Linked DNA regions of Mus musculus: region 2 is linked to region 1. The links are chromatin contacts, called in public HiChIP or PLAC-seq maps. All regions are on one chromosome and are shown on one strand. Each heading gives the region's core, a stretch centred on a gene start, on an enhancer-like site or on the middle of the called end of the contact. The rest is flanking DNA. Distances are from core to core; before and after follow the strand shown.

Region 1 (5,332 bases), core at 648-3,147:
ATACTCAATTACCCCTTTAAAGGTTTCTTCTCAAAAATCTTAATCTAATAAATTTAAATAATTTTTGAACCCTTTACACTTTTTATCAAACTTGACCTATTACAGAAATGAAAGGGCAAAAATATGTAGTTAACCTCTGAAGGTAAACCTGTCTTGTCTGCAATTCATCTAATATAATAATTTATCTCCAAGGAAACTTCTGACCTGGGCAGTAATTACCTCTGCTTTTCACACAGCAGTATTCTCTGCCCTGTGTTAATCAGAGATAATGGATCTCTCTGTGCATTTCTGCCCCCAATTCACACATGTGCATATCATTGCCAATGGTTTCTCACACTGAACAACTTTGTCTCTTGGCCTCCAATCTATATGACTCAACCATTTCTGAATATCAGTTCAAGACCCTTCTTTCCCATGACACACTGAGACATAAACCACATTCCTCATTCTGATATGTCAAATTCAGTTCAGTCCTGCCCTGAGCCTAGCAATGACCCTTCTTTGACCTTCTCATTGCCTTGAATATCATCCCTCTAAAGAAGCAATCTTGAGAAACCACACAAAAGAAAAGCCCTTATTCTTTGTCTCCATTATATAACTGCTCAATGGCCTGGGCATAGTTACCATCATAAGAAACTTCCAGAAAGGGCTTTACTTACCATTTTATCCATTGCTTCTTCCATTTAGACTGTGGGCACCTCGAGGGTGAAAACTTGGTCTAAGTTATCACTGCCTCTCTGGCTTTAGAACCATGCCCAAGCCACAGGCTTTAATACACAAGAACACGGAGATACTCATTTCAAAAATGGTAATTAAAGCTTCTCACTAGATTTAAAGTCTTCTCATACAGCATTTAGTGTCACATCACAACTTTCTGGGTAGGAGAATACAGTGTGTGAAAATGGCTCCACATGGCTCCATATCTAAATCATGGAATTTTGGAGTTGCTTCTCACTTCGTTGACTATTCTTTGAAATTTCCTGATCTTGTCTTAACCGATCACCTTATCTAGATGCAAACTTTTCTGCATATCATTAAATGATGCCAGGAATTGTCCTTGTGATTATAATGTAATTATATTATATAGAGTGTCATTCTCCAGAGAGCCTTCAGTGTGTCATTGCTGCAGTCTGTGCACAGTGCTCACCTATTTGAGTTTTTTCTAAGTCAGAGCTGCACCATGAACATGAGCATCCTTGCCTGCATCCAAGCCATAAGTTGGCCTGCTTTCCTTATCAAAAACTAAGTAGTACAGGTAGATGCAACTTGGAGATAAACACATCATGATCACATTTTGTGACTTTATCCACCTATCCTCTCTCTGAGTTTGTATGTTTTTCTTATTTATAAAAAATCTGAATAGCTCTGGTTTTACGGAATTATTGAGGCTATTAAAGCACCTGAAAAATAACGGCACACAAAAAAAGTTCAGTACATCACCATAATCTAGTCAGCATTTTGAGGGTGGTAGTCTTAAGAGCCAAGGCATGTGTTTATATCTTTCTATTTTATATTCTGAATACACCATCCAGTCAGTTTCCCTAGAGTAGCTCGGTAGCCAACCTCAAGATCAAAACTAGTCCAGGAAGTATTGCAAAACAGCATGCTTAGTTAGGAAAGTGTTCTGACAGAGATAGACTTAAGGACAGCCATGACCTCTAACTGTCAAAGAAGAGTGTCCCATGAATTTCTTGGTGGTAGGGTGGAGGAATGAATTGAAGACAGCGGAAAAACAACACAAAGTATTCCCCCCACTTCAGGATTCTGAAATGCTAGTGGCAGACATTTTTGAACTTGTCTGTTTTTAGCTTAGTGGAAAAGAGCCAACACAGGATGACAGAGAGAGGGAGGGGAGAAGAAAAGAAGATCTTGGTCTACTTACTGTCTTCTGGGACCACAGTTTGGTTTCAGTTCCTTTGACTCAACAAGAACAGTTTCTCCACCTGACAACTGCATGGGGTACAGCCAAGGCTTCTCTCAGGCAGCCATGAGACCCAGCTAGTTTTATTTTGTGTCTTTGATTTGTATATGCAGTTCAGAATTGGTTAAATGTTTGACTTTGGCCATCATTTACTTATTGAGCATGAATTATGTACTGGCCAATGTACTAAAAACAAAAGGCACAGCATAAACAACCAAGGAACTTGGAGTCTGTTAAGAAGAACATACAGGAAAGAGCAGAATTTTAAAAATAGGTCAAAATCAGCCATGGTGGTCCATTCTTTAGTCTCAGCACTTAAGACGTTGAGGCAAGTGGATCTCTGAATTTGAACCCAGCCTGGTCTACATAAGTGAGTTTCAGTCTGACAGTCCTAAACGAGACTCTGTTTGAAAAACAAAATAAACTTTATATGCCCCAGTACAGGGGAACGCCAGGGCCAAAAAGGGGGAGTGGGTGGGTAGGGGAGTGGGGGTGGATGGGTATGGGGGTCTTTTGGTATAGCATTGGAAATGTAAATGAGCTAAATACCTAATAAAAATGGAAAAATAATTCATTATAAAAAAAGAAAAAGAAAATAAAAAGCAAAAAGCAAAAATAATATGTGCTATTAAGAATAGTAAAGAGGAAGGAAGCAAAGAAGTGAGGGAGAGACAGAGGGAGGCATGGAAGAAGGGAGGGGGAGATGGAGGGAGGAATGGAAAGGAGATTCCAGTGGCATGCACACACTGCAACTGTATTTCCGGCAGTTGGGAGGCTGAGGTAGGCGCAGCATCAGTTGTATGCCAGTCTGAGCTTCATATTGTGACCCAGTCTCAAGGAAACATCAAAAAATGAAAACAGAAAGAAGTGGTAGAAAGCTCCTAGGCAGTCTACTGCAATTAAATATGTAGATAGTAATGAGGAGAGACAAGGCCTAGGGACATGTTGAGTTGAGATATGAATAAACTATTGTGTCACAGTGTACGGGAAGAGTATGCTAGAGAAAGAGAAATGAGTATGAGGGGAAAAGAGAGAAAACCTGGGTCAGTAATGAGCTTGGAATATGCTGTAGCAAAAATGAAGACTAGGGCCAGGAGATAGGGAGAGTAAGTTTGAGAAAAGACATGCATGTAGAGATCAAGGCACAGCCACATCTAGGATATTGGATCTCTTCCTAATTAAAATGGAAAACATTTAGAGAATTTCTGAGAAGAGAGCAATATGGTGTAATCTGCAAATGATCAGGCTATTCTGGCAGGCACACAAGAGTGAGAAGAGTTTCTTAGAAGGCTGCAAGAGCAAAGACCACAGCGTGGTATGCTTTGCAGAGGGTGTGGAAGAAGAACCTTTCCACACTTGCTTTGGACCGAGTTCATATTCTTGCTGATAGGTGGAAAACAGCTAAGGGTAAGGGCATCCATCAACTGAGGAACTGGGAAAAGGGTGCTGATTAGTGATCACTATAGTAGATGAAGCAGAAAGAGTTGTGGAAAGGGAAAGGTTGGGTCTAGGAGGATGTTGGAATTTTGACTTCTGTTAACATCTGACTACAACAGTTAGTAGTCATTCCGACACATGAATCCAGACATTGGTAGACAGTTCAGGAAATATAGTTTTCATGTTATTTCAAATTAATAGAAAATTAAAGAAAGAGAAATGAACACATGCAAAAAACAAAAACAAAAACAAAACCATCTGAGCTTGGGAAACTAGAAAGGTCAAGGCTAGATTTTTGAAGAGAAGAAGCAAGGCATTTACTTCAGACTTCAGTTAGTGAATGGACAGAAACTGAAAAATGTATTTTGTGTTCCTAACACAAGCATTGGAGTATGTTTGTAGCTGCAAATTTGTGTGAGTAGACTATAATGAAGTCTTATTAAAGGGATGTTCTAGTATTACATATAAGATAACAGATTTTTCACTGTGTATAGAATGTACAGATTCATGGTTTCTATTTTTCTTCCTTACAGAATGTTTTTTCTGTAAATATGATTCCATGTGCACATTCAACTAAAAAAAAAAAAGAAAAAAAAGCTGTGGAATGAGAAATCCTTAAAATATGGCTACAAATATTCAGTTTACATACTGGAGTTTCCATTCTTTGTAACATCAAAATAATAATTTTAGCTAAGATAAAATGTAAATGTATTTAACTTGAAATGAATTATGAAGTTCAACATATAAATCAAGCAGGTGTCTCTGACTTATATCCACAACATTTAAGTCAGGTTTAGTAGTAGAACTGGCTGTGGTGAGGATTTCTGTACAGTTTGAAAACAAAGTAATGAAGCCCAAAATAAAATTAAACCAAGAAGAATACAATTGTTAAAAATTTTAAACCTAGAGAGGAACTGAGGCAAACGTAATTAATAGCATACCCATACTGCTTGGGAAGGAACAGAAGGAAGGAAACAACAAGCCAAGTCATTTGCAAACAATTATTTGGTGATATTTGGGAGGAGGACAAACAATTGCACAGAATCCCTGGGCTCTCGGGAGAAATTCTGATGCTATTGTAGCTGTACTGTATGGAACTGAGTCAGTATCAAGCACGTTAAAGCTGTCAGGCTACAGGGATCTCAACATGGGAGAAGAATCAAATGTGGAAAGGGGAGAGCAAGAAAAAATGTCTATGAAGATGGTTTTACCTAAAGATAATCAGAATGAGTTCAGAATACCCAGAAAGTATAGAAATATATGCATGGATATAGATGTTTTCACACATGTATGTTGATATAAACATATGTACTTACATGTTTGTGGTTGTGCATGGGCATATAAATCACTATATTCTGGTGAAAGGTTCACGAAAAAAATATGAGTGAAGGGACCACATTTTTAGCTCCACCAACCAAAGACATTGCAAAAATTCTTGAGATACAATGGAATGGATGTTGTGACAGCTTAGTATATCTTTTCACGCAAAAATAAGAAAAAGATCACTAATATGGTTGGTCAATACCATAAAGACATAAAAAAACAAAATAAATGAGACTCTGATGGTCAAATATGTACAATTTGACAACAAATAATTATGGCAACAATCAATTACAAGTCATGAAAGAAAAGCTAGAAATTCCCTGAGCCCAGCAACATAAAGTCATAAATAAACCAGTGTGGAAGAAAAGATTCTTTAGCCTGTAATAGCTTGGAAACAACATGTGTGCATAAAGGAAGTATCACAGTTGAAAGATGTTGTTTTTGCAAGATAAACACTTGTTAAACTTCACAATAAAGATTACATTAGACAAGAATATCAGTATTATGTCCAAGACAGTTTTTTTTTTGTTGTTGGGAAGTTGTCACTACGTGATGGGAAATTGCAGGCAATGCCTCAAAAAGGCAATAAAGCTGACATTGCTGGTGCAAGACAGGTGAGTGTAAGAGCCTTTCCACATGGTAGCACGGGAA
Region 2 (5,268 bases), core at 1,282-3,781, 89 kb before region 1:
ATTTATCCAGTATTTCTACATAATGATAAATTAAGGCATACCAGTATTTTACAGGGGAAAAATAGTAAGTTGAGACTTACACAATGTTCCATACACATGAATAAAAATAACTAAGAGGAGATTTAAAACAGAAAAACGTGTGAAACTTGAACTAGAACATATCATGTGAAAACACGGTAACACCCAGAAAAAAGACTTGATATAATCCATAAAGGTATTTAAATCTTACTTATTCAAGTTCCCAGTGCCCTGGGTGAGGAGCAAAGAGGCAAAGCACCAAATCTCTCCCAGCCCCTTCTTAGGGGCTTACACTTGCTCATCAATGATTATCTGGAGGGTTCCCCAACCAGAGTCAATATTCTTCAGTGCCTAGTTGCAGTAATTATTAAATGTAAATGCCATTTAGAAAATCCATGTTCTAATAAATTTAATAATGGTAATTCTAAGCAATTTGAAAAGCTTTCAGGAAAACAAACAACACCTTGCCAAAAAATATAAACTAAAATCAAAACAACAATTTGAAAAAAGCTAAAATGGCTTTAAGTTTGGAACTACTCAGAAAAGTTGCTGTGTCTGCATAGGAAACATCTATTGCAAGACACATGCTACAATAAGTAATTGCTCAGTATAAATGTTCACTGCCTAGCTGAAACCCTGTAGGAATAGATGCTCTGGCAACAGAGAGCTAACTATAGTAACTGCTGCTTCAGTTCCCATTGTTACTGTTCTATATTCTTCCACAGAATGATCAAATGCTATCCAGAATGTCAGCATCACTTTATATCACAAGCTTTTATACTTAATTTCCATTGTTTTCAACCTAATTTGAAATTATTCATTACATGTTAAACAAGTAGCATAAACATTTTACAATTAGAAAGGTAGATGCTAAGAGTGTTCACTCTGTTGTACATGTATTATAACTCTTAGTAATGGCTTAACATAGCATGTCAAGAAGAATTTCCTGATATTATTTGAATTGTTATAAAAAAATCATGGGAAAGATTTAAAGAAATTATTTTCCATAGCAAACAAACAAACAAGCAAACAAAATAACAAATAAAAACCAAAGACATAAATACAACTGAAGAATCTTAAAAGTAACTGTCTAGTTATTACATAAAAGTCAAGTATATACTACTGAACATGTAAGTGAATTCAGAATAGGACTAGCAATGCAGACAGGTTGTAGTATGCTGTAGTCAAATATAAATTTAACTATCAAAAAAAGTGATGCCTTAGAATTGGAAGAACAGTATATTGATATACTATATACACTATATATACTACAGTATCTATCTATCTATCTATCTATCTAAAACATATATAATACAGCATCATTTTGATAGAAAAAACACAGATGAGATATTCTTGTGATTTGCTTTTGTGCCTATCTTTGACAGCTGTACATTTTATGCAATAACCAGCTGATTAATATGACAGATCTGATCACAGAAACATTTAGGGTGTGCAAGTGCTAGATAAATCTAAATGAGGAAATGCCAAGGATTTAGAGTCATGCATTTGATCTCTAAATACAAAGATGTGTGCTACAACACAGGTTTCCAATTTATCAACAACTTGATTTGGGACAGATACTTACTACATATATTTACAATCACAGAACGTGCTGAGTATGGCTTTCATGCTGCACACACATTAGCTCACTGAAGACTTCACAGTTCTCAGGGGGCATAATTTCTATCCACAAATAACAGCCAAAAGGAAGGCAGACTTCAATTGAAAACAAACTAAATTGCCAATGCTCTATGGCTATGTGGACATGGCAGGGCTGAACTGGACTCTATCACCACTCCATGGGTCCCAGATACTAATTCTCTGTGTTATCCCTAGTACAAGTCTCTGTGTCCCATACAGAAAACAAGGAGTAGATAGTTTAAATCGGCCCTGACTCAAAGGTGCACATAAGCACAAAAGGCCAGGCTAATAATCCAGTGAAATGAACATTATACTAGAGCACAATTTTATATATAAGGTATAATATCCTACAAATAATGAATACCTTTTTGAAAAACAGTTATATTCTTTATTAATTGCTTCTAACTACGTTGATGTTTCAATGACTTGGGACAGCTTCACTTCTAAGGCTTCATGACCCCTACTCCTGGGGACTTGAGTTTTATTTTAAAGAACAGAAACTATGCATGCGAATCACCAACCACAAATCCTGCTTTGAATCACACTGTAAGGACAGAGGAAGAAACAGAGAAGGGGAAGAGGAAACAAGAAGTGAGAAGAGGGGATATATAAAGAGATGGGGTGCAAACTCCAGGCACAAGGACCAGAGTTCCCTAAGACAATATAGGAGCACCCCTCAGACCATCTGCCAGCAGCAGGTGGGTGTGGCCTTGTGACTTGTAGCCTCTGGATCCTTACAGGGGCTTTTATTCCTGAAAACACAGGACTATATAACAAAACATCCTTTTATATTCCAAAGAGTTTGGCTCCCCTTTAAGCGAGATCAAATATAGGACAGAGGATTGTCTACGTAACTATCTCACAATTGGAACTGCTCCAGCAGCCATGAGTCAGCAAGTGAGTCCAGTGTAAACATCTCCGTTTGCTCCTGAAGCAGAGTTAGCTATCAGGTGTCCAAAAAAAGTATCATTAGCACTTATAACGAAAATGGTCATTTACAGCAGCTTAACTACAGATACAGAATGATATCACTGTATTAGGCAAAAGATAAGCACCATAGAGATAAAATACAATTTAATTTATCTCAATACAAAATGTGGAAGTATTTTTCTCAGATATCAGAGTCAAATACCTAAGTTTTGTATATACCAGAAAAATTTAATAGAAACTAATCTTCCTCAGGAAATCCTTACGTTTGAAATTCTGAGATTTTTCTAAAGCCATGGAAAATACATGTGGCAAAAACTGTATCTAAATATTTCTCTTTAAGAAATATAATAGTATTAACCAGCTGGATAGTATTTTTAGGAGTGGAAAATATATGGAAATTCACTCAATCTCCATTATGGTAATTGTTTATTTTTATGAGTTAATTACTCAGGATGTTGCAAATATTTGTATGCATAATTCAGTGGGTAATCAGCGGTGCTCTTCTGGTCTGACTGATGATCTACTGACTGCAGCACATTATGATTTCAGGGAATTCACGTCAGCCCTCTGCACTCTATTGTGCAGATATTATACACTGGTTGACAAGAGGAGTCTTTTAGTGTCAATGCTTTATACAAGGAAGACATAATACCACAGAGTATCAAGAGCAGTTCTTAAAGGAGGCTTCAGAACTCCACCACCTTGCAATGCACATGTCTTCATCTTAGAAGTACTCTTATTTTTTATCTCACAATGGATGCCACTTGTCTTGGTTCACAGACAAAACAGTTGCTCTGACATCCCAGTCCCTATTCTGAAAGGGGAGCTGTGGGCAGGAGGTAGGCGTATGGCCCTATCCACTGTTAAAGGCATAAGCATGCTAAGTTCTCCTCTAACTGCTTTTGCATGCTCAGGTCCACACTGAAAACTTTTACGTGGTTAGTAAAATTTCCCTATTTTATTCATGAGTTACGAATCCATTTCACTTCCCTGAGAATCACAATGTGCCCATTTTCCAGTCTACTTCCTTCAGTTCCATCTTGATACCCTAAGTTTGGGTTGTCTGGCACAGAAAGAAAATGCCAGGACATGTCAGACACGCCATGGGATGGAGCTACAGCAGTGATTTGCCACAGTGCTGATGAACGACTGCAGAGATGCTGGAGGCTGACACTGACTGCAGGAAGGGTGTTGACGGCTCTGCTGAGGAGGCTCCAGGCATTTTGTCTGCATTGGACCACTGCCAGTGACCATTATTGAAAAGAAAAAAAAAAAAAGATGTAAATGAAAAAATTCCCTTTGCCATCCAAATCATCTCACAAAGTGAGGTCTTTCATTGCAATTTTAAAAACACAACCTGCAACGCCAAACAGCAATTCAAAATAGAAATGAGAGTGTGTATGGTCTTCGGGTATTAACTTTTAATTATAATTTATAGTTATTTTAAATGAAATGTTTCTAAATAAAAAAGATAAAGGAGATGTTCATCCTGACAAAGTCTATGTGTGAAGGACAAAGTGACAACATTTACACTAGCAATGACTCAGCACTTAGCATGAGCTTCAACAGGCTACTGCTGAACCAAAAGAAGAAAGCATAGAACAGTCCTGAGTCCAAAGACAGGAAAAGCTGTCCACACTGTTTTATGGTCATTTGCAATATTCACCGAGTCTTAATTTTAACATTACTTTTTTTTTTTAACTTGGAAACCCATTTTTAGAATGGAAACATAAGTTTTCTTTTCCCTGGAAAAATCAACATTTTCCCTAAGTTAATCAAATCACTTAGCAGACCACATATAAACAGTGTCTAACGCACTTTTACTTTGGAATTACAGCTTTGGTCATCTTGAGTAAGCATATAATACATCTTTAATTCCATCTCTGAATTATGAATACTGTATCAATTTATTCTCTTTACCACATAAAATAATCTAATATTTGGCAAACTATTCCTTCCCAACAGTGGTCTATTACAGCATCAGTAATGAGCTGAGCAAATGAAGGCAATGTAAAGAAGTGGCTGTCTTTATTCACCATTCAAAATAACTGACAGCAGGAAGCAATTAGTCTGATGCCTCTCATTTTCTTAGTGAATAAACAATAACAAAAGATGTCTGTGACATTCAAGGCTCAGCTTCCTAATTGGATGCACTATTTGCTTCTCTGGTGTGCCTATGTATTTAAACTGCACTCTGTATCTGTTATAATGTAGAAAAGCCCCCATCGTCAAACTGATTCATTTCCAGAATTTAACAATGAATAAAAATGTCTTTATTCATTCTCCAACAGACCACTTAAAAATAAGTGAGGCATGAGTTTAATTCAGGTATGGAAATGTATCTGCCTTCTTATTAGGTGGTAAGGCTACTGCATTATAATCTGAAGGACTAAGCAAGATGACTCACATAGCAAAATTAAAAGGGATTAAAATTGAGTAAAATTAAGTGGTATAAAGATCAACTTGTAAAACCCACTCAGTGAAAGCTGTCTACCTGCTCTAAAAGCCATTGAAATCAGAGACATACTGTCTTGGAATCAGACACATCTGATGGTATTTAAATTCAAGGTTAGAATATTGTAACTCTGGAATCAAGTGGCAGGAAAAATTCTGGCTGAGATTGCTATGATTAACAGCCTATTTAGCATTTTTGTTTGTTTATTTGTTTTTGTTTTTCGA

What was found. HiChIP or PLAC-seq counts read pairs in DNA pulled down with a chosen protein or histone mark.
Region 2: an H3K27ac HiChIP or PLAC-seq map of microglia shows a contact between it and region 1, with 7 times the contacts expected there. The contact joins two enhancer-like sites. A contact is called at or near these places in 1 of 39 promoter capture datasets (the HPC-7 cell line), 3 of 484 Hi-C or Micro-C datasets (the HL-1 cell line, nephron progenitors and spermatogonial stem cells), 3 of 115 datasets of contacts at active chromatin or transcription factors (effector CD8 T cells, microglia and regulatory T cells) and 2 of 9 other capture datasets (adipose tissue and liver).

What each region holds. Positions count from the first base shown.
Region 1 is chr3:60,478,481-60,483,812 of GRCm38.p6, reverse strand. It overlaps a transcript of Mbnl1 not described here. Among named protein-coding and RNA genes, the nearest start is that of Mbnl1, 20 kb to the left of the region's middle. Within about 2 kb of position 1,897, at least 97 of the 459 cell types and tissues checked have an H3K27ac peak or open chromatin away from gene starts, as enhancers often do. A contact at or near this core is called in adipose tissue and microglia, where this site is marked.
Region 2 is chr3:60,567,869-60,573,136 of GRCm38.p6, reverse strand. The region is part of intron 2 of Mbnl1 (muscleblind like splicing factor 1); the gene reads right to left. Among named protein-coding and RNA genes, the nearest start is that of Mbnl1, 69 kb to the right of the region's middle. Within about 2 kb of position 2,531, at least 121 of the 459 cell types and tissues checked have an H3K27ac peak or open chromatin away from gene starts, as enhancers often do. A contact at or near this core is called in adipose tissue and microglia, where this site is marked.